7 separate regions of the Mus musculus genome follow, and all the other regions are linked to region 7. The links are chromatin contacts, called in public HiChIP or PLAC-seq and promoter capture Hi-C maps. All regions are on one chromosome and are shown on one strand. Each heading gives the region's core, a stretch centred on a gene start, on an enhancer-like site or on the middle of the called end of the contact. The rest is flanking DNA. Distances are from core to core; before and after follow the strand shown.

What was found. Promoter capture Hi-C pulls out the DNA fragments that hold promoters and counts their contacts. HiChIP or PLAC-seq counts read pairs in DNA pulled down with a chosen protein or histone mark. Capture Hi-C pulls out chosen DNA fragments and counts their contacts.
Region 1: a contact with region 7 is called in a promoter capture Hi-C map of pre-B cells, with 4 times the contacts expected there. The contact joins the promoter of Usp15 here to the promoter of Xpot in region 7. A contact is called at or near these places in 5 of 39 promoter capture datasets (the C10 cell line, cranial neural crest, hippocampal neurons and 2 more), 7 of 484 Hi-C or Micro-C datasets (B cells, CD4 T cells, the G1E-ER4 cell line and 2 more), 6 of 115 datasets of contacts at active chromatin or transcription factors (astrocytes, cardiomyocytes, large pre-B cells and 3 more) and 3 of 9 other capture datasets (adipose tissue, liver and macrophages).
Region 2: a promoter capture Hi-C map of pre-B cells shows a contact between it and region 7, with 3 times the contacts expected there. The contact joins the promoter of Helb here to the promoter of Xpot in region 7. A contact is called at or near these places in 3 of 39 promoter capture datasets (liver and pre-B cells), 2 of 484 Hi-C or Micro-C datasets (CD4 T cells and muscle stem cells), 1 of 115 datasets of contacts at active chromatin or transcription factors (large pre-B cells) and 1 of 9 other capture datasets (adipose tissue).
Region 3: a promoter capture Hi-C map of liver shows a contact between it and region 7, with 4 times the contacts expected there. The contact joins the promoter of Llph here to the promoter of Xpot in region 7. A contact is called at or near these places in 4 of 39 promoter capture datasets (the HPC-7 cell line, liver and pre-B cells), 1 of 484 Hi-C or Micro-C datasets (CD4 T cells), 1 of 115 datasets of contacts at active chromatin or transcription factors (thymic regulatory T cells) and 2 of 9 other capture datasets (adipose tissue and liver).
Region 4: a contact with region 7 is called in a promoter capture Hi-C map of the HPC-7 cell line, with 4 times the contacts expected there. The contact joins the enhancer-like site here to the promoter of Xpot in region 7. A contact is called at or near these places in 6 of 39 promoter capture datasets (the C10 cell line, the HPC-7 cell line, hematopoietic stem and progenitor cells and 2 more), 3 of 115 datasets of contacts at active chromatin or transcription factors (epiblast stem cells, hepatocytes and large pre-B cells) and 1 of 9 other capture datasets (liver).
Region 5: an H3K4me3 HiChIP or PLAC-seq map of embryonic stem cells shows a contact between it and region 7, with 6 times the contacts expected there. The contact joins the enhancer-like site here to the promoter of Xpot in region 7. A contact is called at or near these places in 7 of 39 promoter capture datasets (the 3T3-L1 cell line, the HPC-7 cell line, cranial neural crest and 4 more), 7 of 115 datasets of contacts at active chromatin or transcription factors (the NIH/3T3 cell line, embryonic forebrain, embryonic limb bud and 3 more) and 1 of 9 other capture datasets (embryonic stem cells).
Region 6: a contact with region 7 is called in an H3K4me3 HiChIP or PLAC-seq map of the 230-238 cell line, with 6 times the contacts expected there. The contact joins the enhancer-like site here to the promoter of Xpot in region 7. A contact is called at or near these places in 4 of 39 promoter capture datasets (the C10 cell line, cranial neural crest, hippocampal neurons and 1 more), 1 of 484 Hi-C or Micro-C datasets (myeloid progenitors), 2 of 115 datasets of contacts at active chromatin or transcription factors (the 230-238 cell line and large pre-B cells) and 1 of 9 other capture datasets (adipose tissue).

The regions. Positions count from the first base shown.
Region 1 is chr10:123,195,717-123,198,883 of GRCm38.p6, forward strand. Usp15 (ubiquitin specific peptidase 15) reads right to left here and starts at 1,303. Exons shown (of 22, transcript NM_027604.4): 1 at 1,111-1,303. The coding sequence starts at 1,199. It overlaps Gm4129 (a long non-coding RNA gene), which reads left to right. Exons shown (of 3, transcript XR_003949042.1): 1 at 1-1,294.
Region 2 is chr10:120,111,638-120,114,629 of GRCm38.p6, forward strand. It overlaps Helb (helicase (DNA) B), which reads right to left and starts at 1,328. Exons shown (of 13, transcript NM_080446.2): 1 at 1,048-1,328. The coding sequence starts at 1,225.
Region 3 is chr10:120,225,580-120,228,864 of GRCm38.p6, forward strand. It overlaps Llph (LLP homolog, long-term synaptic facilitation (Aplysia)), which reads left to right and starts at 1,481. Exons shown (of 3, transcript NM_025431.2): 1 at 1,481-1,544; 2 at 2,395-2,624. The coding sequence starts at 2,402.
Region 4 is chr10:123,099,657-123,102,765 of GRCm38.p6, forward strand. No RefSeq gene overlaps it. Among named protein-coding and RNA genes, the nearest start is that of Mon2, 25 kb to the left of the region's middle. Within about 2 kb of position 1,800, at least 7 of the 459 cell types and tissues checked have an H3K27ac peak or open chromatin away from gene starts, as enhancers often do. A contact at or near this core is called in the HPC-7 cell line, where this site is marked.
Region 5 is chr10:123,011,727-123,015,072 of GRCm38.p6, forward strand. It overlaps Mon2 (MON2 homolog, regulator of endosome to Golgi trafficking), which reads right to left. Exons shown (of 36, transcript NM_001163024.1): 26 at 3,215-3,346; 27 at 1,642-2,264. Among named protein-coding and RNA genes, the nearest start is that of Mirlet7i, 28 kb to the left of the region's middle. Within about 2 kb of position 1,830, at least 39 of the 459 cell types and tissues checked have an H3K27ac peak or open chromatin away from gene starts, as enhancers often do. A contact at or near this core is called in embryonic stem cells, where this site is marked.
Region 6 is chr10:123,157,763-123,160,744 of GRCm38.p6, forward strand. All of the region lies in intron 6 of Usp15 (ubiquitin specific peptidase 15), which reads right to left. Among named protein-coding and RNA genes, the nearest start is that of Gm4129, 23 kb to the right of the region's middle. Within about 2 kb of position 1,354, at least 21 of the 459 cell types and tissues checked have an H3K27ac peak or open chromatin away from gene starts, as enhancers often do. A contact at or near this core is called in the 230-238 cell line, where this site is marked.
Region 7 is chr10:121,624,896-121,628,092 of GRCm38.p6, forward strand. It overlaps Xpot (exportin, tRNA (nuclear export receptor for tRNAs)), which reads right to left and starts at 1,437. Exons shown (of 25, transcript NM_001081056.2): 1 at 1,210-1,437.

The DNA.
Region 1 (3,167 bases), core at 53-2,552, 1.6 Mb after region 7:
AGTCTCTTTCCACTAGCCACACTGGAGTACCTAACAGGCACTTGAGACGCTATAAACCACTAGTACGGAGACAGAAGGAAGGAAAAGTAACTTAGGAAGAAAGAAAGAAAGAAAGAAAGAACGAAAGAACACACAGGCACACTGCCCTTCCCCTAAAACAGAACTTTCCCTTTATTTAAATAATTCTGTAAGTTAACTGCTTTGGCTGACGAGTGTTAAATTTTGTACATGCTTCCTCTAGTTATTTAGGTACAGTACCCTCTTATTTTGGCATTTTACAAGTTTGAATATGAGCAAGCCTTTAAGCTTCAAGTGGACTTATCTACTTTCTGCAGGCCTACGTTATCCTTCAAACCGGAGGGAAGGGCTGCACTTCCAAACAGAAGCGCTGCCGGCTCCTATCGAGCCAGGAGCAAAGCACAGGACCACGTGGTGCCTCTCTCTCTCTCTCTCTCTCTCTCTCTCTCTCTCTCTCTCTCTCTCTCTCTCTCAAGAAAAAAAAATTAAAAAAACAAGGTCCCTACACCGCTCCCTCCTTTTTGACAAGGAAGTGGAAATTAGGGGTTTCCTTTTCAGCGGAGCCCTGACACACACCACCTGTGTGGTCCCCGCCGCAAACATCCTGAAGCCCGGCTCCCGGAAGACTACAAGGATCGGAATAATGGGGAACTTGGGTGCGGACGACGCCGGGGAAGGAGTGACCAGAGAAGCGCGGCGGGCGAGCGAGGAGGAGCGGCGCGACCGGGATCTGTCAAAAAAAAAAAAAAAAAAAAAAAAAAAAAAAAAAAAACCAGCGGCAGGCAGGCTCACGCCGAGCCACTGCACCCGGGCTCCGCCAAGGCCCCAAGTGGGAGCGGCACTGCCGGAGGGAGGAGGACCCGGAGCCCCGCGAGCCCCGGCCGCCGCTTCCGCGCAGCCCCGGGCGCGCACCGCCCACCGCGAGCCCCGGCCCTCTGCGCCGGTCCAACCTTTGCCCCCAAAATCTGCTGCCTGAGCGGCCGCCGCCGGACCTGTCCGCACCTGTCACCAGCCGGCGACACCAGCCCACCGCTCCCGCCCAGCTCTCCGCCAGCCTCGGGCCCCCGCGGGCCCCGCGACCCCGTTCCCTACCAGGTGTCCCCTTTCCGGAGCGAGGTTTTGAGCAGCGTCGCGATGTCAGAACGCTGGGTGTCCAGGTCCGCCGCTCCGCCTTCCGCCATCTTCTTCCACTAGCCGTAGCGGAGGCGGCGGCGACGGCGGCGGCACGCCCCGGAGCATTGTGGGAATGGCGTCCCCGGCCCCGCCCCGCCGGCAGGTCTGTACCAAATGGGGCGCGAGGGCGGGGGTCTGGGGGCGTGGCTCGGCGGGGAGCGCGGCGGGTGCGCGCCTGCGCCCTGCTGCCCCCTCGGGTCCCCGCACGCCCCGCAGCACGGCGTGGTCGCCGCCGCCGCCCCAGACCTCTGAGTTTGCACGGTTCTCACCGGGTGCCGCGCTTTCTCTCCCTGCCTTTGCCCTGCCCTGCTCGGACTCTCCTTGCCATGCTGGCCCTTTTCTTGCCGCAGCCGCCTCCAAACCCATGTTTTTGCGGGTTCACTCCTACTGGAGGGCGGGGCCGGCTGGGACATGGCAGAAAGCGCGCAGTTCCGTGACTTGGGGCTTTTCCTTTCCAGCCGCAGAGCCCAAGCCCACTGAATATTGGCACAAAGAGGGCTCTGAAACCAAAGGTTTGGGCGCAGTGCCCTTCCTAGGTTCTTCCCAGCTCTCCCATGCTTGCTGTCTGTAGGGACTTCTACCTTTCATAAGCTCTTTGTGACGCCTCCTAGCGCGCGTGGACACACACACACACACACACACACACACACACACACACACACACGTTAGCTGCAGTGCAAAACATGTCCCAGTTTCTAGGTGAACAAGCAGTTAAAGATGTATTGAATAAGGCCAGGTACTGAAGGGGGTTAGAAACGTGGGAGAAACCTCATGGGCGTCAAATTAGCATTCCCCTAGATTAAATTTCATGGTTGTATATGCCTAAAGTTAGACTCGATAATACAAGCTGCATTTGAAGGCAACAATTACAAACGGGGAAATTGAGCCTCTTAAAAATCAAATGCCAAGGTCACACGGCAACTGGAAGTGCAAGGTTATCGCACAGATTTCAAATCCCCAGTACTCAGTACCTCCATGAAAGGCTGAATTAAGATACAAACTCCGTAAAAGCTGCAACTAAGTTCTCTTTATAATTTGGCGTGTGAGTGTGCGTGTGTGTGCGTGTGTGTGCGTGTGTGTGTGTGTGTGTGTGTGTGTGTGTGTGTGTGTGCACTGCGGTTTAATGGTCTAGTACCATTCTACACCATTTGAGGCAAACGTTTCAAAATTAACTAAGGCAAAACTGCTGTTTCTAAGAATGAAGACGGCTACCTCAGTAGAACAGTAGGTGACAAGTTAAAGGATGGGCAATGGTCTCTCCATTTTTTAAGCCTCCTAGTTTTGGTGGGAAACTCAGTAAGGAAGGGGGTGCCTGCATTAGTGAGGACTGCTGGCCCATCCAAGAGAAAGCAGTGTTTCCCTGGTTAGGGTTTGTCAGCTTGACAGAAACTAAAGTCACTTGGAAAGAGGGGAACCTTAATTATGGGATTGCCTCCCTTAGAGTAGCCTGTGATGAGTCAGTGGAGCATTTTCTTGTTTAACGATCGGTGTGGTAAACCCACTGTGGGCAGGTGGTCCTGAGTTGTGTAAGAAAACAAGCTGAGCAAGCCATAAAAAGCAGTGTCCGTCCACGTACTCTGCTCTGGGTTCCTGTTGAGCTCTGGCTGTGACCTTCCCCTAGCGTAAGCCACCCAGACCCTTTCTTTCCTAAGTTGCCTTTGGTCAGAATGCTTTGTTGCAGCAATAGAAAACAACTAGCACAACCGGTGTGTATTGGCGTCATACTTGAGTGAGTCAGTATGTGACTGCTTGTTTCTGCGCAGTACTCTCTTTGTATTACTTCAGCCTCAATGAGTCTAAAAGTCATTTCCATTTACGGCTATTTCTTATGTTATTTGACCACTCCTGATTATAAAACCGAGTTTTCCTAACTATGGACATTCTCAGTTGTTATATATCCACACCCCCCATCCCCATCTTCTACCACTCTGTGAAGGAAAGCAAAGTAAGTTTTCAAAGAGAGACAACTTGGTATG
Region 2 (2,992 bases), core at 78-2,577, 1.5 Mb before region 7:
GTCACTTCTCCAAGTGCTGTCTGGTACTAAGTACTAAGTTGGGGTTACTTCTCTGATTAAAGAATGTCTGCCTAGGTGCTATAGACATGATGGCTCAGCCAAGAGCACTGGCTGCTCTGCCAGAGGTCCTGAATTCAATTCCCAGCAACCACATGGTGGTTCGCAATCATCTATAATGGGATCTGATGCCCTCTTCTGGTATGCAGGTATAGATGCAGATAGAGCACTCATGTACACAAAATAAATAAATCTCAAAAAAAAAAAAAAACCAAAATGGCTGCTTAATTCACAAGTAGTATTTCCACTGAGACAGCAACTTCGCCATTTTCTCTCCCTGGCCTGTCCCAGTAGCAAATGCTTGGCCAGGATAGCCAGTTACACTTCCATCAACATGTAATCCTTTCTATTTAATTTCAAACACAGCCAAAGTTGTGTTTAAATTGCCAATGGTCAGTTGCCACACATGGTCCTGGTCAGCAGCTATTACTGTACTAGACCATGAAAATACAATGTGTGTGTGTGTGTGTGTGTGTATGAACATGTATGTGTGAATGTGTGGGCATGTATATGTATGTGTAAGTGTATGTGTGTAAATGTGTATGAGTGTGTTTATGTATGTGTGTATGTATATGTGTAAATCTGTGTGTATGTGAGTGTGTGTGTGTGTGTGTGTGTGGCCGTGTGTTTCCGCGCGCTTGCTCTTTTTCTCAAAGTTGCTTAACAGCAACTCCGTCTCTTATTCAGCCAGCGTGGTACAATAATTAAAGGATTCTGTTTCTGGGTGGGAATGAGGGTGCATCTATTTCCTCGACTGTAAAACTACCCCCAACTGTTAACTTTAAGCGAGACGATATATGAAAAAACCAAGCTTAACACAGTATGTGCTCTGAGTCATTACGACTATTACTACCACATCTAAGTACGGTGAAGCAGCCAGTCACACCACAGGTCTGTCTGTCAACAGTCAAGGACGCTGGGTGCCGGGCAGTGAGAATCGAAAATACTTCTTTGACCCCTGCCAACCCGGCCCGGCTGGCGCTGGCTCACCTCGCGCGCGCCCAGGGAGGCTGCCCGCCTTGATGCCCCCGCTGCAGAGTTCCTCGGCATCCACAAACTCCTCCTCCTGCTCCCCCTCCTCCTCCTGCGCACAATCCTCCTCCTCGTCGTCGCTCTTGTACGGGTGCAGAGGGCCCAGGAGCTCGCGCAGACGATCCTGCCTAGCCATTATCTCTTCGGCGAACTTGGCTCAAAACAACTCTACAAAACCTGGCGCGCGGTGTCCAAAACTGCAACCAATCAACTCGACCCGGGTAAGCCGGTCAGCTTCCGGGAACATCCAGGAGGCGGGCGGTATGGGGGCGTGGTCTGAGCGATGCTCCGCCCCAAAGGAGGAGACTGGTGACAGGCGGGACCAGCAGGCTGGGAGGTACCACGGCGGGCTGGCTGCTGACAGTTTCAGAACTGCTCTTTTTAGAGGTGCTGGGCGTTTCCTGCGGAGAAGGAGACGTGGTGAAAGGTCACGACTCTTGGGCGCAGAGAACCCCGGGAAAGCAGGGCATCCTCTGCCCGCTCTCTTAAAAAGAACACAGCAGAGGCCTCTAAAGACCTTGGGGCACTACCCAAAAGAGTGAATCTCCAATCCGGAGAGCGTGGTGGCGACGGCTAGGTGCCTCCTTACACGTAAAAGCGCCGCGGAGAAGTTGAATTTACATCATGTAGGGAGGGCATTTATCCAAGTAGATAACTAGGTCCCTTTGTATATATCCTCTGCATTGGGAGTTAAAGTTGTGATGTACTTTCTCATTTTTAATGCATGACCTGGGTTGTCCATTTTTATGCTTTTCCCGCTTTGGAAACCACTGGCTTTCTTTCCCGTTTATATACTACTCTCCTCGACTTCTTTTTGTTTTGTTTTGTTTTGTTTTGTTTTGTTTTGTTTTGTTTTGTTGTTTTTTCGAGATAGGGTTTCTCTGTGTAGCCCTGGCTGACCTGGAACACACTCTAGGTCCACCGCCCTAGTTCCTGTTTTCAGTAAAGCAAAAGGTGGGGACTTGTAGCCCAGAGAATATGCAGACTTGAGATAGAAAAAAAAAGAACAGCCGGGCTTGGTGGCGCATGCCTTTAATCCCAGCACTAGGGAGGCAGAGGCAGGCAGATTTCTGAGTTCGAGGCCAGCCTGGTCTACAAAGTGAGTTCCAGGACAGCCAGGGCTATACAGAGAAACCCTGTCTCGAAAGAAAAAAAGAAGAAAAGAAAAAAAAAAGAACAAAAGCTGAATACTGCGGCCGCGGTTCTCTAGATGGATAGTGTTTAAAAGTCGCGGTGCCCTTTAAGGGGCGCTATAAAATACTATTTTACTTTAAGGTTATTGTTTATTATGTAATTATCCTAACGTTAATCCTAAAAACTATGTTTTTATTAAACCCCAAAGCTGTGTTGCTGGTTTCTAATAAAGGCATTTGTCATACCCAAATGTCACGTGCATAGGATCAACCATAACGAATACGCACAGGCATCTTTCTTTTAGATTCCTTTTTTTTTCATGTGCGTGAGGTTTTTTTTTTTTTTTTTTTTTTTTGCTAGCATATGTGTCTGTGCACTCTGCATACCCAAAGCAAAACTTCCAGGCTGTATACTTAGTTGTCACGTGGGTGCTGGGAATGGACCTATCTCTGGAAGAGCAGTTAGAGCCATCTCTCTATCCCTCTCTATAGCATTTTCCCTAGTATCTGAGGAGGTCAGAAATCACCCCCCCCACAGATGTAGAGGGACTGTGGTATAATGTGTTTTGAGAAAAACTGAACTAATCTTCCCCTAAGGTATATTGGTAAATATTCCTGGGAGGAAAACTTTGTTTCCAAGGCTCTGCTACACAGTTTGAATTACTACCAGTAACCAACTGGAGACAATTGTCTTACTTAGTTGCCTATTTAACATATCAATGCTACCTGGCTGCCAGGTTCTCCCTGCATCCCTTAGCCCCAGCCAGTTA
Region 3 (3,285 bases), core at 231-2,730, 1.4 Mb before region 7:
AAGCTGCCAATTTAGAGCATCTGTAAGGTTGATTTTTCAAACCCAGGGCATGCACGCTTCCTCTTGTTATAATGCCAACTGTATTTTTCCTGGGTTAAAAATCTCAGTGCTTGCTCCACTATATGCATGGTTTCTTCAAAAAGACACAGCTCTTCTAGCAATTAAACAGGGATTTTATAAGTCATCACTTATAAAGGGGGCTGGAGACCTGGTTCAGTGGTTAAGAGCACCTCTTGCTCTTGCAGAAGACCTGGGTTCAGTTCTGTGGTGATTTGGATATGCTTGGCTCATGGGAAGTGGCAATATTGGGAGGTGAGGCCTCATTGGAATAGGTGTGACTTTATTGGATGAAGTGTGTCACTGTGTAGGTGGGCTTTAAGGTCCCTAGTGCTCAAGCTCCAGCCAGTTCAGAAGAGAACCTCTGGCTGCCTTCAGATCTGGGCTTCTCCAGCGCCATGTCTGCCTGCATGCTGTCATGCTTCCTGCTATGACGACAATGGACTGAACCTCTGAAACTGTGAGCCAGTCCCAAATAAATGTTTTACTTTTTAAGAGTTGCTTTGGTTATGGTGTCTTCACAGTAATGGAAGTAAAACTAAGTAAAACTGGTTCCCAGCACCCCTGTGGTGACTCACAACCAACTGTAAATCCAGTTCAAGGGATGAGATGGCCTCTTCTGGCCTCTTCTGGTACCAGGCACACATGTGGTACACATACATGCTTGAATGTGGTGATCTGTTGAAAACACTGTTTCCAGGTAAGTCTGGGTAGTTAACGTTTGTTGCCTAATCACCCACTGAAGATCAATGAATGAGGTACTATCTAGGCCCTAAGACACTCTTCTTATCTTTCACAAGTGTTAAAGAGACTTGCGTATCGCCCATAGCTTGTGCAATATTAGAAGCACATGCAAAAACCACACCTTTTTTTGTAAACTCATTCACCCTAGGTTAGCTTTGTCTCAGGTATGTAATAGTTTGGACAGATCAACATTGGTTGAAATAGCTTGTTTTACCCTTTAAATTCGTGGGGATAAGGAAAGATTATTCTGTTGGGTGACACTTTGAAATATAACTGGCATGCAGTCGACGTGACGTATTTAAGTTGTACAATTTGATACATCCTCACAGCCGCGTACCTCCTAGGATCCTCAGCCGAAATGAGAAAATTTCTAGACTGCAATTAAACAAAAACAAAACTCAGAAAGGGCTCCAGGATGATCAGAGCTGAGCAATCCCTTTGGTATCCTTTCTCGTGAGGCTGTCACAGACAGGGCCCCCGGCCAGGCTTGGCCCATCCAAGGCTTTGAGATGCTTTGATTTATAATTTGCCACTCCCGACAGGAAATTCCTTAAACTTTCTCCTGTAGGTGTAGGGGTCAGCCAAAGCCTCGGGATGACAGAGACAGCTGGTTGACCACGCCTCCCCAAAGACCACGCCTCTCAAGGATCCCGGCATGCTGTGCGCTGGCCCCTGAACGGAAGCCGGAAGCGCCTGTACTTCCGGTTGGCGTCCCACGCGTGGTGCGCGGTGTTGTCTCTCAGGTGAGTTGCGTGGGCTTTGGACTCAACTCCGCGGCGTGAAGGACTGGCTCGGACCCTGCCTCCGCGGCGAGACCTGACCGCATCCTCGCTCGGTGCGGGGCTCGGGAGGGCGAGGCTCGGGGTCCCGCACACGGACCACTGGTGATTGCTGACGCTCAGGGGACCTCACCCAGCCACCCCACGGTTCTCGTGACCTGTACGGTGTGCAGCAGAGCGGTGGCCCCGGGGGATCCGGCTCAGCCCCGCAGTCCGCAGACGGGGACGGTAGCTCCGGGTTGAAGCCGAACTTGGTAGAAAGGAGCTGACAGGAGTCGGAGGATCAGAGCGAGCCTTAGGGAGAGCCATTTCCAGACCTAGATCGGAGATGTGACGGTCCTGAAGTGGGCGTTGTGCGGACTGGAGCTTGCGTGCGTGTGGGGCTAGAGAGTAAGTCGGAGGCCCGAGAGGAGCGGGATGAGCTTTGATACACGAGGGGAGGAGTCTTTAAAAGGCAGGGAGCTATGGTTTAAGCTGTTAAAAGTTCACACTAAAGATGTGGTGACGGATATTGGATAAGAACAGCGCAATAGGTGATTTTAAGGCGGAGCTGTTCGCTTTCTGTGTCTACTATGCATAGCTGCTCTTTGAGAACGGCTTGAATTAACGACTTGTTCCTACTTAAAGGGGCCTGACGTGTCCGGACTTAGTCCTTTCATGCTCTGCGCTGATTATTACATAAGCTAAGCATGAGGGCACAGCACAACTTCTCTTCCATCTGTCCCAGTTCTGAAGAGAAGGCTGCTTGGCCACGTCCTTGCCAGTCAAGGGTGTGAGCAGTAAACCTTTTGTTTGTGTTTCTGTTCACCGCCAGGTGAAGCATGGCTAAAAGCCTGCGGAGTAAGTGGAAGAGGAAGATGCGGGCCGAGAAGAGAAAGAAGAATGCGCCAAGGGAGCTCAACAGACTGAAGAGTATCCTCAGAGTGGACGGGGATGCTCTAATGAAAGACGTTGAGGAGATAGCAACCGTGGTGGTAGCCAAACCTCGCCAGGAGAAAATGCAGTGTGAGGAAGGGCGGTGTGACGGCGCAGATGAGGAAAAGGGTGAGCCTCGGTCTTCATTTACATGGTTTTTCTAAAAAATGATCCACTTTTCTCTTAGGGGTCGGTCTCTCTCTGTCTTTTTAAAGCCGTCTTCTACCCATTCTACTTGTCCCTAGTGTCAAGTCCAAAAGAAACTGGGGACAAATGGCTAGCTGTGGAGCTTATTAGATAATAAAGTACATGCTGGCACCCTGGTTCCTCTCAGCTCCTCCCCCCAACCCCCAAGTGTCTCCACTTCACAAGCCTCCCTCTCACTCCCATATAACACTGCCGTCTCGGCCGTGCTTCTCTCGGCTCCTGGATCCTCTCGTTCCTCTCAGTCGCCTTTACCCCACTTCTCTTCCTCTCTTGCCTCCCCAACCCCCACCCCACTTTCTCTCCTCTCATGGCCTGGTTCAGTCCACTGGCGATGTTTTGTCTTCTTTCTCTCCTGCTCTGGACTCTTCTGACTGTACCTTCCCTCATTTCGACAGTAAACACTTCCTCTTCAATCACACTTGGAGCTGTCCTGTGCTCACTGTATGCACCTCACATACCTGGTGTGTTCACGTCTTTATCCTTTGGAAGCTTACGTTTCTTTTAGAGACTGTGCTAAGCTGTTTCACAGTCAGTGTTTGTGAATAGCATCGCTGAGCTGTTTAGAATGGATCTTCAGCAATTA
Region 4 (3,109 bases), core at 550-3,049, 1.5 Mb after region 7:
TTGCTTTGAGAGTTGGCAGAATTGTGCCAGGAAGAACCCAGTAGACACCCTAAGTTGATGGATAAAACTGACAGTCCGTGGAAGCCAAGGTAGTGAAAATTTGCAAGTCAGGACACTAGAGAGGAGGCTCTTTATTCAGACAGCTAAATCTGGCTGTATTTTCGGCAGTTGTTGGCATATAGGTGCTAATGAGCAACTCGAATGGGGTTTATGAGGAAGCATGGCCATCACAATAGCAGGTAGTCACATGGAGCCTGGACAGCTCCTTCCCATCAGCTGTGGGCAAATCTCAAGCATGTGACACTGGAAAGAGGGTTTGGGGGAGATTGCTTCAGGAGGGGGATCATTAGTGGTAGGTGCTGGATTGGAAACTGTTCGGAAACTGCCAGGCGAGTCATCAACAGATCTGAAACAAGCAGTTTCCAAGTAATTTAATCTTATCCCAGAACAAAGCTCTGGGACATTTATAGAAATACAGAAAAATATCCATCACTCAACAGACTAAAAAATTCACAAGTCTGGCATCCAGTAAGAAGTGGATATGTACCAGACATATACAGTTGCAGAAAACAGGATCCAATATAGGAGAATGCTCACACTATCAAAACTGATTTTGAACTGATATAGACATTACAATGAGCAAAAAAAAACATTAAAATAATAAAGCCATATCCCAAATATCCTAGACTAGAGACATAGAGGATATCAGAGATAACTAAAGGGCAAGAAAATGTTAAAACCCAAGATTTAAAAACTTGGCACTAGATTGGAAAGCAGAGAAGAATTTGCAAGCTTTAGCATTATAGGAATTTCTCAAAATGAAACTTTGGGAAAATAAAAACATCCCTACCTAATAATAAAAATAGATATACAGATGGCAGAGACTGGACAGACAGGCAGACAGACAGCTAAGAAAGTAGCCCAGTCCAAAATGAAAGTGGGTCACTCTCTGGGGTTGTGTGAAGTGGATTCTTACACAGAGAAAAGGATATATATATACATATATAAAAGGAAAGAAAAAAGAGCTGAAAGTTTTCCAGACTCGGTGAAGCTAATGATTAACCCACATATAGAGAGTGGAAAACCACAGGAAACCTAGGAAATGTAACTACAGCCTCATCAAACTAGCTCATGCGCAACTGTTCAACTCCAACACAACACAGTGCTATTCTCTTTACAGTGTCCCAGCATTACAACCAAACATTTTTCTATGTTTATCTAGAAACTCTAGTACAATGTGTAATAGAAGTAGTGAGCCATATATTTTTGCATTATCCCATTTTTTGGTGGATAGCAATTCTGAGTAAAACACATTTGAGTATTTCACTGTAAACCATAGTGTTTTTGTAGGTTTTCCCACAGTCAGCCTTTATTCAACTGTGAGAAAGTACTGCTGTTCTTGGATTATTCAGAATTTTATCACTAAAGACACTAATGTTGAGTGTATTCTTCCTATTGTGTGTAGTTTTTTTTTTTAAATAAGCACATGTAAAAAAGCTGATTTTTTTTTTTTTAAAATAGAAGAACCATTTTAATCCTTTGAATAGTCATTTAGTTTTTCAGAAAGAAAACCTGGCCTAACTTTGTCCAACCATAGCTACGGATTTCCCAACTAGAAATTCTTCTGGCATCTAATGAACACATTCTCATTTGTGTTTATGTGAAAATATCTTGAATTTTCTTTCAGTTTTGAAGCCATCTTCTTACAGATGAAATCCTCTGTTTCCTGTCCTATCCACCCACCCGGGTTTTAGAATCTCAAAGGCTATGCTGTGTGTGTGTGTGTGTGTGTGTGTGTGTGTGTGTGTGTGTGTGAGACCTTCCTCATTTATAATGAACTGTCAGCAGCCACATGGCTTCCTGATAATGAGACTTTCTTCCTGTGTCTTTTGTTCATCCTCCTTTTTCACTGTGCTGATTCTGTTTTAATTACTATGTGTGTGTGTTTCTCTATTTATTTTACTTAGAACACATTGGTTGGCTTTATCAGTTGATTTTTTTTTAAAAAGTCAAATTAAGAAAAAGTTTACCTGTATTCAAGTATATTTTTGATGTTCCCATTTTTCTCTTGTTTGGTTCAGTCTCACAGGTCTTCAGGGTCCTATCCACTCAGAAAAAAACCAGAGTTGGTTGTGGTGGCACTTAGTCCTGATGGATGAATACTGAGAACTTGTGCTGGGATGAACAGAGTCCAGGAGCCATGTCAGTTATGGGGACCCCTTATTTTAAAAACAACAAAGGCAGAGGATGTAGCTCAGTGGTTTGGCATTGCCTTTTGTTCACAAGGCCCTCGATGCCATCCCCAAAACTATGGAAAGCAAACAAAAGCAGTGTTATGTTTGCTTTTGAATATGAGATTTTGTGTGTGCTTGTCTAGATGTGTGTGTATGTGTGTGTGTGTGTACATGCAGAGATCACAGGTTGGTGTTGGGCATGTTCCAAAATTGTTCTCCACTTTTTGAGCAAAGCCTCAGCCTGAAGAGTACTAGGTTGACCAGATGGCCAGTGAGTTGTGGGAATCTTGCCTCCCTATTGTACTCAGGGCCTCATGCTTGTGTGGCAAATGTATGAGCCACTTCCCCACTCTGGACATTTGATTTTAAAACTGCTCTTCTTCTTGCCATTGATCTTGCCGAAGATCTGGGTGTTATATCATGTTCTTTTGCTTTGTTCTTTTAGTTCATATCCTTCCTGAAGTCTCTGTTTTACTCTTTACATCTTCAGCCTTCAGATTTACTCTAATGTATTCTTAAGTTTGAAAGTCTTTCTTCTTAGATGTTACCATCTGTCTTGTTGTTTTCCTATTGACCATACATTATAATTTCTAGTTTATATTGTTACTAGTTGTTTATTTATTTATAACATTTTTAGTTAAAATAGAATTATATCATTTCTCCTCCTCCCTTTTACTTTAGCTCTTCCCAATCACCTTTCCCTAAACCTTTCCCACGCCCCTCTCAAGTTGATAGCTTCTTTGATCATCCTTACAAACTGGTATCTATGTGTGTGTGCATATATATATTGCTGCTGAGTCTGTTTTTGTTGACCAATACAGATCTCATCACCACTCTGGTCAGGTGAGATAAAGGGGCTCATTCCTGAGGGAGGT
Region 5 (3,346 bases), core at 580-3,079, 1.4 Mb after region 7:
TGCTGTCCATTCACAGCAATAAAATCCTAACACAAGGATGATGAACTACAAACTTACTTTGAGTCATAGAAATTCATGTCCCTCAAACAGTATTGAATGTCAGATTGTGTTAATTTCTCATCTTAGTCACAATTTGTTTCCTGAACAATGGAACTATGGTTAAATAGATAAAGACTATTGCTTAGTCTGCCTGCCTTCAGGGCAGTGTAGGGGTGCTGTGGTCATGTCCAGGGAATAAAGGAGCCAGGACTAGAGAGTAGGACTGTCTCCTTACAAATGAGCCTTGATGACAGACCATGACTCTCTCACGTCTTGGCTGATTACTGAGTTGGCCTTTTCTGTTAATGTTTGCTTCCTGACATAGTCTCACATTGTAATCAAGGGTGGGTTCAAACTTCATGCAAACCTTCCTGTAGCAGATTTCCAAGTGCTGGGAATATAACTTTTCTTTTCTTCTTTTTCTTAGCACATTTATACATGTATATGTTCATACCTTGTAATGTGTGTGGAGGGCACAACTTTTGGAAGTTCTCCTGCCATGTGGGTCCTAGGGACCATAATACGGCTTGGCGGCAAGCTCCTTTACCTGCTTAGCCATCCTGTTAGCCCTTGTTTAGGATCTTGATTGTTATGAACTGAGGTAGCAATTTCCTGGATAATCTAAAAAAATGCTTTTATTTTGATATGGTCTTGCTTCCCAGTCTGGATTTATTCACTATTTTTCATATCTATTTATTGATTTGTTGTAAAAAAACAAGACACACAGCTAAAAATACAGAATTTAAATCTGCAGTAAGAAAGCCACTTTTTCCAGCTCACCCTTGTGTCTTGGCATAGGCTACCCACAGTTCAGAATTAACTTTGACTAGAGGTAGCGAGGTAGCGGCCACAAGCAGCTTCTTTTCTTCCTTCCTTCCTTCCTTCCTTCCTTCCTTTCTTTCTTTCTTTCTTTCTTTTTCCTTCCTTCCTTTCTTTCTTTCTTTCTTTCTTTCTTTCTTTCTTTCTTTCTCTTTCTTTTCTTTCTTCCTTCCTTCCTTTCTTTCTCTCTTTCTTTTAAGATCTATTTATTATTATTTTACCTAAGTACACTGTAGCTGCCTTCAGATGCACCAGAAAAGGGCGTCAGATCTCATTACAGATGGTTGTGAGCCACCATGTGGTTGCTGGGATTTGAACTCAGGACTTTGGAAGAGCAGTTGGTGATCTTAACCGCTGAGCCATCTCTCCAGCCCATGAAGGCATTTTACTTTTTTTTTTTTTTTTTTTTTTTTTTGGTTTTTTGAGACAGGGTTTCTCTGTGTAGCCCTGGCTGTCCTGGAACTCACTTTGTAGACCAGGCTGGCCTCGAACTCAGAAATCCATCTGCCTCTGCCTCCCGAGTGCTGGGATTAAAGGCGTGCACCACCACCGCCCGACAAGCAGCTTCTTAACAACTCAAAACAGACCTGAGTTACTTTTTTAACTATCTCAAGAATAAGTTTTAAAAATCTTGACAATCTTAAATTTATCCCAAAGTGTACATACATAGCAATCTCAGAAAGTCCTAAATTTATCTTCTGAAATTTACCACAAAACAATAAAATAAAAATCCAAAGAATCCTATTCCTTACAGCTTTTAGGCAAGCACTGAAATCACATTACCTTCTGGAGAACGTCTAAGGCCGTAAGCACAGCTTCCTGTAAACTTGTCAGGACTGCTTCCGTGTAAGACGGAAGGATGAAAGGAGAGGCGTCAGAACTGATGGGGACAGAGACAGCGCTGTGCAGGATGACGCCCAGCTTCTGCAAGTCGGCCATGCTGAAGCCAGCTTTTATGTGCTGGTAGAGGGCAGGGAAGATCTGAACTAAGGCTGTAAGGAAAGGCTGGCTGGGGATAAAGGTCAGCTCATCGACGGAGCTGGGCGGCTCTGTGCTTTCAGATCCAGTCCTGTGCCAGGTGTTCCAGGCAGCCCACCAGAGCTTCAGATCTTCCAGCTCGTCAGTCACCACAGGCGTCTCCGAGCCGCATCTGCCAAGCTTTTCTCCAATGGAGTCTGTCCTCACAAACGGCCTGCTCAGGCCTGGGCCGGAAAGGTTTCCTAGAAGGACGGGTACGGGCACGCTAACGGCAGGGGGCTCGGGCTTCTCTGAGTCTCGGACAGGGGACACAATCTGTAATATCTCCTGGAAGCTTTTCAGAGCGGCCAGGGACACTTCATTGTTTTTACTGAGTGCAGCTGACTGGATGTGGTCAAGAAGAACATCCCAAGCTCTTGAGAAGTCTCCTGTATCAATGAAGGGGGGGGAGTCAATTAGTATTCAATGAGCAAATCCTCTCAGATACTTTGAAGCATAGTTGCTTTATCTTCTGCTTACATTGACATAGAAGTCAAAAGAATAAAATTAGGAACTAACATACTAAAACTATGACCCATGGGCTGGCACAATGGCTGAGCAGAAGGCACTTGCCACACAAGACTCACAACTGAGCCTCATCCACAGAACCACAATGCCTGATGGGTAGCCTGCCTCTACAATCCAGACACTCCTACAGTGAGACATCAGGTGCAGTCAGGACAGCTACACAGTGTGGCTTCCCAATTCCCTCAAGCCAACCTCCACTTCCACCACTCATGCGAGGCAGAATGCCCACACATGCCCTCCCATACATAATAAATATGATAATTAAAAATACCACATCCCGGGTTGGAGAGATGGCTCAGTGGTTAAGATCACTGACTGCCCTTCCTAAGGTCCTGAGTTCAAACCCCAGCAACCACATGATGGCTCACAACCATCCTTAATGATATCTGACGCCCTCTTCTGGTGCATCTGAAGACAGCTACAGTGTACTTAGATATAATAATAAAACTTTAGGCCGGAGTGCAAGGCCAACCCTAGCGAGCAACCTTCATTCCCAGCAACCACATGATGCAGTCACTGTGGAAACCACATGATGCAGTCACTGTGGGCTTAAGGGCATAATCACGGCTCTTCTCTCAAGTCCAGCCGTGTGTGTGTGTGTCTCTTCACCACTGGACTCTGAAAGGTGCGTCCAGGGCAGGTTCTTCCCCTCGATGAAACGAGCATGTACACCACATCAAGTAAGGCCTACAGTTAAGACTGCTGACTATTCTAGTACAATATATCAATTCCCAAAGAGTTTCCTAAGTGTGTTCCAACTTTCCTTTAACACAGATTAGTTGTATAAGCAGAGAAAGACAATATTGCACACCTAGAGGCTGCAGCAAGTATCTCCTGGTGTTGAAGATCCGTGCTACTCCAGCCAATGTCAATACCCAGGTCTCAGCCCACTGCTTCTCTGCCGTGTCTCTTGAGTGATGAATTAAAATATTTCCACCTCCAG
Region 6 (2,982 bases), core at 104-2,603, 1.5 Mb after region 7:
GACAGTGTGACAGGCACTATACGCATAGGCAAGATCAATCAGTAAGAGAAGCAGCAAAGTCTAGGACGCACTGATACAAAACACAGGTAAAGGTTGTCCTTAAATAAAGATCAAGGAAATTACAGCAAAAAGGACAGATGTTGGCTACAGATAAAGTTGAAGTTTGCTGTTAAAGAACTATTGATAAATGAACACAGCTCATGCATTGATTTAGACTTCTAAACCAGATTTCACATAGCCTTTTCTTTTCTTTCTCTTCTTTCTTTCTCTCCTCTCCTCTCTTCTCTTCTTCTCCCTCCCTCTCTCTCTCTCTCTCTCTCTCTCTCTCTCTCTCTCTCTCTCTCTCTCTCTCTCTCTCTCTCTCTGTTTTTTTCGAGACAGGGTTTCTCTGTGTAGCCCTGGCTGTCCTGGAACTCACTTTGTAGACCAGGCTGGCCTTGAACACAGCCCTTTCTAGCTCGACTTTTGAGTTAATGCCATGTTATTTATAAGTCAGTCAGTCTTCTGAGGTGATCAGTGTCACGTGGCTTTCACTATGACCTAATCTGAAAATTACCCTGTCCATGTCCCAATGGTTTTTCTACAGAGAACAAAGGAAATGTTTGGAATACTACATAGGGACAAGCCATTTGCCTAGCAGTAAACTAATTCTGGCCAGTGTAGGCTACATGTAATATAAGACAGTGTATTTATCTCTTTAAAAGTCAGAAAGGTCAGATGCCAATTTCAGAGGAAACTAAACCTCAACAGTCCCATGTCTGTAGTATCTGGATTTTAGGCCCAATATGGTGTTCTAATTAAATGAATGCAATTCAATACTAAGCCTACATTCTTACTTCAAAAGGAAAACACAACTTGTCAACTTGTTCTTGTTAAATTAACTAAATATTTAACATATATTAAAAACTAACACCACACTAATGAGCAGCTAAAATGGAGGTAATTGTTCTGACAGAGTAAAACAATCATTCTAACTTTATGAAATCTAATGACAAAGCTAGAAAAACCAAAAATAAGACAAACTTATTATTTCTACCGATTCTTCTAAAACAAGTACTTAAAGGAAAATTTAAATTTCTTCAAGTATTAAATATATTTACTTTGTGATTGCTTCTACCTTCCTTTTGCTGTGTATCACCTACAAGACTTGAGACAATTTATTATCCAGATCCACAGTTCTTATACTCAAGCTCGGCTTCCTTTGTGAATTTATATCCAACCAGGTTTTGGGTTGGCTGTTCCCTTGTCTTACACGTTACAAGTCTGAGCAATGGGAAGAAGGAAAAGGCAACCATGCAGAGGTCTCAGCACAGTGACTGATAGAGTCAAGCACGCACTTTGTGGGCTGAGTTTCCCAGCATGCACTTCAAAAGACTTTAGCCCAGTTACTTCTATGTACTTCTATGTTCTTTTATCCTTCTGGTTATACAATGCGGCTTCTTGTCTTAAATGTTCAAGGAAGTACTTTATACAGTGGCAGAGAAGCAGAGACAATTACTAGTCACCTCCAGGCTTATTAAGTATTCCAACAAGGAGATAAGCACTTGTGTTACCTCGAGTGTCTCTTCTTTCCTAGCAGAAATATGAAAACACTGCAATGTTAGATTAAGTCTATGCTGTAGTTTCAGAATTCTGTTCATCAGAACACCATAAGGAACAGAGAGACAACGCAGTGGTAAGAGCTACTGTCACGGAAGGCGGGCTCAGCAGCTGAGAGCACTCAGTCGTGTAGAGGGCTTCACAACCTTGCTTAACTTCTGTCCCAAGGGCATTCTGTGCAATGCCCTCTTCTGACCTCTGCATGTACCAGGCACCCATGTGACACACATACAAGCATGCAGCAAATCACTCACAATGTAAAACAAAAGAGTTATGGCACAGTTTACCTTTCAGTCACACACGGTTTGTTGATGACCCCCTCTGATGTTTATTTATCCGTGAGGCACAGAACCATCACATTCCAACTTCTTCCCTCTAAATACCTTCTCACGTTTTTGTCAGGATTTTTAATAATAAAAATGAATGTATTAAATTATGATGTTATTTTCACAAAGAAGAATTTTTACTAGTTCAGAAAAACAATCTAGGTTTCTCTGCTATATAAATTTTAATAATGACTGAAGGCATTTTGAAATAGTTTTACCTAAATGAAGCAATACAGAAACAATTATAATGGCAAATATAGTCACATGTGCTTGCACCCTCGAAGCCACAGCTCAGGAAGAGTGCTTTCTAGCTTGGTTGCACTGCTGTGCTTTTCCTTTTAGGAACCGCAGGGCTCCCACAGTTATCTTACCTTACAGTTTCTTATTTGAAACACAGCTTAACCACCCGTGCACTTACAACAGCTCCTTCTCTAACACTAGGGTCTTTGAAAAGCAGACACAATCAACACAGTAGAAATTTGGGAGGAAACTTTTACAGGTAAAACTGGAAAAGACTGGTTTTTGTGAAGTATAAGACAGTGTATACTCAAAACATGGATTATACATCTAAGTTCTAAAGCAACTAATAAACATGGAACATTTTAAATTTATTATACATATGTATACACACACACACATACACATTAAAACATCAAATTGTATGTTGATATTTAGAATGAAATTTTAAATCACATTTGAGGGGTTCTTACATTTTTAGATTTCTAACATTTTTGGGTTGCTTTTCATGCTAACTAAAATGCATATTTTAGCTGTTTTAAGCAAAATGATGTTTTCTCCTTAATATTTATATTATTTAACATTTCTTCTCTTCAAGTGCCACTTAAAAATAAATGATTTAACACAAATGCGAACCATTTCAATAATGATCAAAATGGGCCTGGTAGAGCCTGCCTATAGTCAAACTGTGTTACATTGCTTTGACTCAGGACTGATGTGGACTAGGGCAGGCGGTCACAAGACAGTCTAAGCAGGAAGGCTGAGCGAGCCTCGAGCATCAGTGAACCATGGCATCTCTCCAGCTCCTGGCCCCGCCTCC
Region 7 (3,197 bases), core at 187-2,686:
TGTGTGCATGTGTGCAAAGCATGCCTCCAATAGGGTACAAAGTCAGAGACAGGCACGCAGGATGCACAACTTGAAACATTCTTAAAGTAAAGTAGTATTCCTGCTAAAAATGCTCAGAGAGAAAAGTCGGTGTAAGACTGTCTGTAAACCCCTGATTGAGAAATCCACTAGAGTTCCTTTAAATTATCCATTGCTTTGGGAAAAAAACTGCTTAAGCGTTTTGTCATTTCACGCTAATCTTGACAAGAGGAAAAAAGATAAATAAGAGGCCCAGCCGAGCACATGCTCAACACCAACAAAAAAAATCCTCAGCAAACTTGTTCCATAGTGAGGAATCCCTCACAAACCTTCGCCCTCTACACAATCGGAAAAAAACATCAAACCAAAATAAAATGAGATGGTAAACCACCTATCTGTGAATAAAACACAGGGTTAAAAGGTAACGATTGCCTAATAAAGACCGGCAAAGGAAGCTTAGCTTTCTGACCTACCGATGCAGAGCCTTGCAGGCTTAAACATTGTTACAATATGGTAAACATCTTATACTACCTGCAAAGGTGGATGTGGGGGTGGGGGGAGCGAAAAAAAAACATGTAAAATTGGAAGCCTTAATTTTTCCCTCAGCCATTAAGTCAAGAATAATCAAACAATGTGGAAAATTCCTCCACACCTACTTAAGCCTGTTTGAGACCGACTGAATCTTTCCAGCCTTTTAACATCAAGTTGACAAGTCGCTTTAATACAACGTAACTTCCCCCAGTAACAACTAATTAAGGCTTCCAAAAAGTACTCGTTTTTCAGGTTACAGGGAACATCAAGCTTTTCCGTGGCTGCAAGACTGTAAAGAAGCAAAAAGGGGAAAAGGCTGTCCCTGCTGGCAAATTACTACGCAGAAATAACACTTTCTCTCCTATTTGTCCCGGGGTGGGAAGCGGATCAACTTTGAGGTCCCTACAGCTCAAACTGGTGGGACGCACTCTAAAACTATCACAAATGGGGTTGGGGGGCAGCCTCCTAGGCCGGCCTCGCCCCCTATCCTTCGCCCGGATCCCTCCCAGAGCGAAGCCTCGTGGCCACTCGGGTGATGAAACACCCGGCAACCGGCAGCCACGCACTAGGGACGCGGCCGCCACCGATCGTCCCCAACCCCAAGTCCGGCTCGCCCGGCCACGTAGGGTCCCCGGCCCGCCGCCCTACGCCTCCAGTCACCATCACTCCAATATCTCTTCCTCGCCTGCACTCCCGAGGGTCGGCCAGCCGCAAGGAGCGGGCCGTACGCAGGGAGCACGGAGAGCGGCCCACGTCCTTGTCGCTGTAGTCCTCCAATACAGCCGCAGCGCTAGCGCCGGAGCCGGCCCGGGCCGCGCTCCTCTCGGCGCTCGGCGTTCCCCGGGCGCCTTCTCTTGCGTGGCGCGGAGCGGGGAGGGCAGGTTGGCAAGCCGGCGGGCGGAGTCGGCGGCCCTGGAAGGAAAACTGCGCAGGGTCCCGCTAACGCCGCCGCTGAGTCAGCGCGAGGCACGCCCCCCGCGTCGTACCGCGCGGACCCGCGCTAGCAGCAGCCTCATGGAAGTAGAGTGCAGACGGCCGCCAGCAGGCTGGGCCCGGGGGACTACAACTCCCAGCGTGCAAAGCGCATGGGACGCTTCCGAGAGGAGGACCGCGCACGTGCTCCCTGGAGCTCGCAGGGGGCGTGGCCGGCGGGCCTGTGGTGCATGCTGGGAGAGTGCACACCGCCCTCCTAGCTACAGGTTACTGAGGTCCTCTAAGCTTTTAGAAGACCGGCCACGTTGCGCTCTGCTTTGAGCGTCGGCGTGAATTAGTAACTCTCCACTCCCTCCAGAAGGGTCTGGTCAGGTGGCAGTGCGGAGATCCTGAGATCGGAAAAGTGGACGTGGTTGAAACCACGTGTTGAGTCAGTTGCTGAATTCCTTTCCAGCGGTTCCACGTGTCAAGAGTCCAGACGCTTAAGGACTCTTTAAAAAAAAAAAAAATCCGCTGTATTTTTATTTACTTGTTTTGCTTTTGAGGCAAGATCACACTCCATAACCCAGGCTGGTTTTCACTCATTTTTCCCAAGCTGGCCTAAACTTTACAAATTCTGGAATTACTGGCATGAACCACCACGCCCAGTTTAAATATTACTAAATTTGCCTACAAAAAAAGATAGAAAGAAAAAAAGAAAACCGAAAGCAGTCCCCGGTGATGGTGGCGATTACCATTCATCCCAACACTGAGGAGGCAGAGGTAGCCACATCTACAGAGCGAGTGCCAGGACTACAGAGAGAAACACAGTCTCAAAAAAAGAAAAAAAGAAAAGAGAGAGGGAAAACATACGTACAAGTCCCGTGCTTCCGTTCGCTTTGTTTCTTTGATCCCGTGCTATTATTACTGTGTGGGCGCAGTATAAGCTCCAGCAACCTTACCTAAATCCTAAGGCTGCACCTCCATTATTGTTGGCATCATGAGTGTTAAAGTCCATCTCAGTTTACTCATTTTATGTAGAGTGGGACAGTACCAGCCTCAGAGGGTAAGGTTTGGTTAATTTTATTTAGAGGCAGAGAGAGGCTCACTATGTAGCTCTGGTTAGCCTGAAACTTGCTGGCCTTCACTGTTCTCTTGCTTCAGATTCCAGAGTGCTGGAGTTCCAGGTTGTCACCAGGTCTGACTATTTCATGAATTAAGTTTGATACACGTGTTAGACTTATCATAAGTGACACTATCTCTGGGGATACATGGACAAACATCTGTTCACTGCAGATAGATACCCAGATTCGGTACTGATGACAGACTAAAGTGAGGATACCACGAAAGTCAAGCTTGGTGAACCAATGGCTTTTACTGGGGTGACTTTCTTACAGGAGCAGAAATGATATAAAGACAGCAGCCTCCCCGAAGACAGCAGGTAGGACAGGTTCCAGCAATTCAGCTTGTCCAAGAGTGTATAGCATGAGGGAGGGGATGGTATTGTTAATCTGGTTAGTTTGGGGGGGATCTTTGAATTGTTTACTTCCCGAGTTTAAAGAGTTTATCATGAAAACAATGCAGTGCACCCAACGTGTAGATTTCCTTTCGTTTCTTAGAAACAGTATTCTACAGTAAACTCTGGCTGTTCCAGAACTCACTATATAGACCAGGCTAGCCTTGAACTTACCAAGATCCCCCTACCTCTGTCTCCCTCACAAGTACTGAGACTAATG